2 separate regions of the Anas platyrhynchos genome follow, and region 2 is linked to region 1. The links are chromatin contacts, called in public Hi-C maps. All regions are on one chromosome and are shown on one strand. Each heading gives the region's core, a stretch centred on a gene start, on an enhancer-like site or on the middle of the called end of the contact. The rest is flanking DNA. Distances are from core to core; before and after follow the strand shown. Region 1 overlaps TTC7B (tetratricopeptide repeat domain 7B). Region 2 overlaps NRDE2 (NRDE-2, necessary for RNA interference, domain containing).

Region 1 (2,950 bases), core at 185-2,684:
ACCACAAGTAGAAATACAAGTCACAGCAAAGGACAAAATCTATTTAAAAATAACTTGTACTTAGTTGGTAGTAACTACAAGTCTCCAATCACCTCTGAAGAAGCCCTTCACACTGAAAAGTTTTATAAACCGCTCTTAAAAGTGGAAAATAGAAATTCTGAGGAAGGGAGTGAAGGGGAGGGAAGGAGAAGGGGGAAGAAGGGGAGAGTTAACTGTACTACTGCATATTAATGTTCGCTATTTAGCTGTCAGTTACTCTAAATGTTTCTAAACTTTGAATATTGAATTTAAGACCACTCTGAGACTTCAGACTTACTCTAGAACACACAGGAGATGACAAACTTACAACCCTGGGAAGAAGGGATATTAAATTCCATTAATTACCCATTCAAAAATAAAACATTGTAGAAAAAAAAAAAAAAAAAAAAAAAAAAAAAAAAAGGCAAAACCATGCAATTCTGGAAATGAGCAGAGCAAAAGGAAAAAAGCAGTAGTCAGCTAGTCTGCCCATGTAAGCTGAAATCCAGTCACCCAGTAAAAGTGACCAAAGCAGTGAAGTCTGATCAAGATTAGATCAGGTGTGATACAACAGATTTCAGTGTTTAAGTAGAAAACCTGAAATCAGAAGCAACAATTAAAAGCACATCTAGGCTGCAGACGTGCCTTTTCTCCCTTTCTTTTTTTAAAAGCCGAATCTACAAGATATTCCAGGGTAGAGAAGAAATTAAGGCAAGACATGTATTTACTATTTTCTAATCAATTAATTTCATATCAAGTAAACTGAATAATACCAATCCTTTCCGCAAAATTGGTGTCTTTATATTTCAGCTGCTCTATATTCTTAGGAGGCCAAATAAAACAGAGCCAGAAGAGTTGAGCTCTGAGAAAATATTCAATTAACTTATTGGGATTCCTTGGAGATAAGCAAATCTATGCACTTACAGTTGATCAAGACCAAGACTACATTTTCATAGGAAGAAAGTGACAAATTCAACAGCCATCTTCACAGATGGGTGAAAGGGAAAGCTGAATGGAAGGTTATTGACAAAAAAACAGCAACAACAAAAAAACTCACAACCCACACACAGACGGCACATGAGAGACCTGAGCAAGTTTATGACACACATAAAAACTCCCCACATCCTTCCCTTTCCATTTTCAGTGGAAACAGTTACCCTCTTCAAAGACCAGGAACAATCTTTGAACAGTTATCAGTGAATGCTATTGAAGTCTCTCCTAAATTGTGTTTGCTAACTTTGACTCTTCTCTTGCAGTAACAAACAGTATGTATGCATGTCAAACCCAAATTTAAACACAGCAGACCAAAGCAAACATAGTCAGACAGGAAATTCTCATAAACCTATGGCATACAAACTGCCACTTTCCTCAAAACGTTAACCCAGCTCACAGCCCATGAACAAGTTTTCTAAACTGAGGTGGTACTGCCACCTTAAGACACCAGGCCAGCATTACAATTTTCACAATCCTGTATTAATCAAAAAACATTTTCTGAAATTTAAAAAAGATACATATTCTGTGAAGAAGATTTCTAAAAATTAAACTGCAAAAGAAAAACATTGCTTTAAGTCCTTTTCATTTATCATGATTACTTTACTCGATTAAGTAACAATTTAGGTTTATTCTAGTTTAACATAACCTAGGCTATGCATCTTAACATTCAGTACGTAGCATTGTGAATCAACGTTCTTCAATTTTGTCCACAGCAACTGAAGAACTGCACTACTTTTGTAACACAACTTTCAGGAACAGTGCCAATACTTCTAGTATCTTGCCAAAGTTATTGGACATTCAGATACTGAAGGACTTTTAAACACACATAAAAATTTGACTGGGTAACAGCAGGGTTAAAATGGAAATTCTAACAGAGGTAAGAGCCTTGTCAACCTAGCACAAGCTCTGGTTATTTTAAAGGAAATAAGCCATCTTCTTACTCATCTGCACATGTGGCACTGTATCACCGTGTTGACTATATGTATGCCAACAGTTTCTTTCACTTTGGACAAAATGTTGATTCACTTTTTAAAACTATTTCTAACATTATTATACGGGAAAGTGCAATCTTACCTTTAGTAGAATATGCTTCAGCAATCATCCGTAACCTATATGGCGGCACAGCAGCTAGCTGCAAATCATCAACTCCAACTCTGGCATATGTATTCAGAGCTTCTTTGTAATCACCTTCCACATAGTTTAGCTTGGCCATAATCAAGTTAGCTTCTTGTAAGAATTCTGGCTAGAAGGAAGAGGAATAAGAAAGGTTTTGTTCCTCAGGAAAAAAAAAAATAATAATAATCTATCAAACCTGACAATTGTTCGGCATGTTTTCTGCATATACTAACTGTGGAAGCCCACAGTAGATACCTTGTGAGAGAGCAACTAATCACCAAAATTCTATCATGTTATATTTGGGAAGCTTTGGGGTAGGGGGTGAAGCCACATAATCATTCTCCAGCAAGCTATTGAACAGCATCATCAGTCATTTTTCATGTTCGTATGTTTGTTTACGCATGCACCAATAATACCTCTCAAGCAGCAGACAGCTTTGCCAGGTAACAAAACTATTTAAAGACAGCCTATCATTACAACCCCTCCAATGATTTTTTCTTAACACCATAAGTATAGTTCAAAATAACAGTGTCAAATCTTAAGATTGTATTCCACAGCCTATATATTTAAGGTGCACAATTTCAAAGCATCAGGGTAGGGGAAACACTCTTCTCAAGGATAAACCTTACTTTTTGTCCCCAAACATAACTTCAGAAGTCTTTCCTGCATACTTATGAGTCCATTACAGAAATTTGTCAAGTATTTTGTGGTTTTATAACCACATATTTCTACCTGATGTACTCCAAAGAATAATTTATTTATATATAGCAAAGACTTCACTTAAGCATTTCATAAGTTGGTGACAATTTTCTTGTTCTTGTAA
Region 2 (2,950 bases), core at 136-2,635, 290 kb before region 1:
TTACATGCACCTGTATTAAAACCACACTGTCAGAAGCTATCACTCCTTCTGATCTTTATGAAGGAAATTTTCCCAAATATGCCAAAAAGATGCAGCATTACAATTCACAAATAAGTCACCTCGAAAATCATATAGCTATGGCACCATTTAGTGTTTCTTTTTTAATATATCATCATAGCTGTGCCCATAAGAAATTCCAGATGTGGCAGATGTAGTAAAATGGATACACTCTTCTTACCAGAAAGTTCAAATACATCCTCCATAGCAGTGGACAATGGGTACCATTTTCACTCTGAGTGGCATGTTCAAATAGAGCTATAATCCTATTTGTTAACCCAGTTTCAGGAATAGTATAATATATTTCACCAACATCTGCCCTGAAACAGAGAGGGGAAAAAAGAAAAACACAATCACTTAAACACAAGATAAAGGACCACATTCAGATGGAAAGATCAACATACTGTCTTCTGTTCACACAGCACTGTATATGGACAATTTTGCATTTCATGCTGTGAACTCTGAATGTCATAGAACTGATTTTTAGCCAGTTTTCTAAATAGAAAATTCCATTAAAAGAAGCTAAATGAGATATTTTCTGGAAATTAAAGCATGCTGGAAAATTAACCCTGTTCAACTGGAGATGATTTTTCTGAGAATAATTATCTGCTATCATATAATCTTAAAACACTTATCTTAGTGTTCATTCCAGACATTGTATCATTCAAAACTTGGCAAAGCAGCTCAAACCAAATGCAAGTCTAGATCAAGAAGCCTTCTTTTGGTACCCAGACAAGTCTGCTTAAATTCACCTTTGTAAGACCATCTGTAGATCTTGTATCAAGCCCTAGGTTACAGCTCTGGATGTCAACTGTGATTGGAACAGGAAACCATTTTATATTTGACCCAGGAGTTTCAAATCCCACAAGATCCAGGCCCAACACAAAATGTTTTTCATGTTTTTCACTGAAGCATTACTTTCTATCTACAGCTGATACAGACTGGCTTATTTTTGATGCTTGTGTTGGAAGAGCCTGGAGCACTCACGGCAGCATCACCTCTCTTTCTGCATTTTCCTATCCTGGCAGCTTGCTCCACTCAAGCTTAGTGCTCCTCATTTGACTCTTTCTTCAAGGGTCTTTAAGGTCATGTTTCCTCTCATCATAACCTTAGCCATGGCAGAATGTGATGTAATGTACTCTCCATGGAGCATTGTATCTCACTTTGGTTTATGCATGCTACCGTTTTACTCTTGATGTTCATTTCTTTCATGAATTCTATGCATTTAAACATGCAGAAATGAGAAACAGAACAGGAAACAGTCACACATACTACAGACCTTTGCTTAGTTTGTCACAACATAAAACATTATTTTTAATTCATGACTCACAGGCCATTTATCTCCTTTGCAGTAGGTCAGCTGCACTCTTGCAACATCCAGCTTGTCCCTATACAAATGTAATTTACAGGAACAGCCATGCTAGCAGAAAACAATCTGGAAAGGAGCTAAATGTCACAGAGAAAATCACCACTCTGGAATTTTAACATGGGTTTCCAGTAACGAGAATGAAAACCATCATATTGTCAGTCTGCAATTAACAGTAAATCAAATCACAATTGTCCTTTACATTTGATGGCAGTAGAATTTTTACTGCAATTTAGGATCACAAACCCTGACAGCTCAGGAATGTCACTGCTACGAGTGCATGCCTGTTGCCAGACTGAGGCAATCAAAGCAGTGGTCACATCATTTTAAAGCATACTGATAATTTCATCAAGTGCTAAGATTGTATGCTTACAGCTATGGAAAGCCTCCAGATAACAGTTTCCTAGAAATCTCTGTTGCTATGTGCAGACACAAAGAACCAAGCTGGCAGTATTGTAGATACACAGGTAGCATGGCATAGGTAGCTCCTAGCAATGGGTTGACAAGAGACTAAGGTTTAAGAACAAACATATACCTCTATTCCTCACATCTCTTACCCCTTTTTCCTTTCCTGGGAGCATAATACCCAAGCCCAGACCACACCACAAATTCAGGAAATTTCCAGCCTCTTCTACCTAGCAACAGTCCCATATAAAAACCGAACCCTCAAGTACTCACTATGGAAACAGATCTGCTACCACTGTATTCTGCAACTCAGGAGTAAAGTAGGGCAGTGAGCTCAGACAGAAACCAATATAGCTCTGTTTTACACTCCTTTTTGCTGTACGTATTAAAATTCAGCAGTTTATAGGCTCATCATGTCTACTCTGGCCATCTAGGCAGGCTCTTAGTCATTTAAAAATCAGGCAAATAAGTATGTACCATCCTGATGTCAGAGCCGAGCAATCAAACACAAGCAACACACGATCTGAGCCAGCAGAAAGGACATGAGACTAGAACCTAGGCCTTTAATTTTGTTCAGGATTCTGTCACCAGCTCGCTGTCTGGTCTCAAACAAATAACCCTCCCTAGTCATAGCATCTTCATCTGCAAAAAAGAACGACAGCATTTTCTCTCCTCTGTTACGCGATCAGACAGAAAAAAAAAAAGTGTTATCACAAGGAGCTGCAAGATATTACCTCTGGACGTGCTCAGTAAGTTTTTTTCTCATTTGCTCTGCTTGGATTGCAAACAGCCACGGCTCTAAAGAGCTGGTAGACCTCGTGACACCATCAAAAAACCTTCGTGCTTTGCTAGCACTGTGAGACTTCCCTTGGACCTGGATGTACGACCTCCAGAGGGACTGGTTGCTAGGATATCTCCTCAGTGCCTCCGTTAGGGCCTCTCGCAAAGGATTCAAAGGATAAACGCTAATTTTCATGTGGAACCTGAGTAAATTTGTGTGCAGCAGTGTGACAGCTTCAAGAGCTGTGGGAAGATTTTGAACGCCAGAATTCATTCCGGAATTTTCACATTTCTCTGGAGCAGGAACTTGAAGTTTTTCCGAAGCCTGTGCATATACCAATA

What was found. Hi-C and Micro-C count contacts between places; a contact is called where the count stands out from the background.
Region 2: a Hi-C map of liver shows a contact between it and region 1, with 1.9 times the contacts expected there. The contact joins two enhancer-like sites.

The regions. Positions count from the first base shown.
Region 1 is chr5:17,386,750-17,389,699 of IASCAAS_PekinDuck_T2T, reverse strand. TTC7B (tetratricopeptide repeat domain 7B) reads right to left here. Exons shown (of 20, transcript XM_038180036.2): 3 at 2,086-2,254. Among named protein-coding and RNA genes, the nearest start is that of TTC7B, 21 kb to the right of the region's middle. Within about 2 kb of position 1,434, at least 1 of the 8 cell types and tissues checked has an H3K27ac peak or open chromatin away from gene starts, as enhancers often do.
Region 2 is chr5:17,680,551-17,683,500 of IASCAAS_PekinDuck_T2T, reverse strand. NRDE2 (NRDE-2, necessary for RNA interference, domain containing) reads right to left here. Exons shown (of 14, transcript XM_027458155.3): 11 at 2,563-2,950; 12 at 239-377. Among named protein-coding and RNA genes, the nearest start is that of PSMC1, 14 kb to the left of the region's middle. Within about 2 kb of position 1,385, at least 2 of the 8 cell types and tissues checked have an H3K27ac peak or open chromatin away from gene starts, as enhancers often do.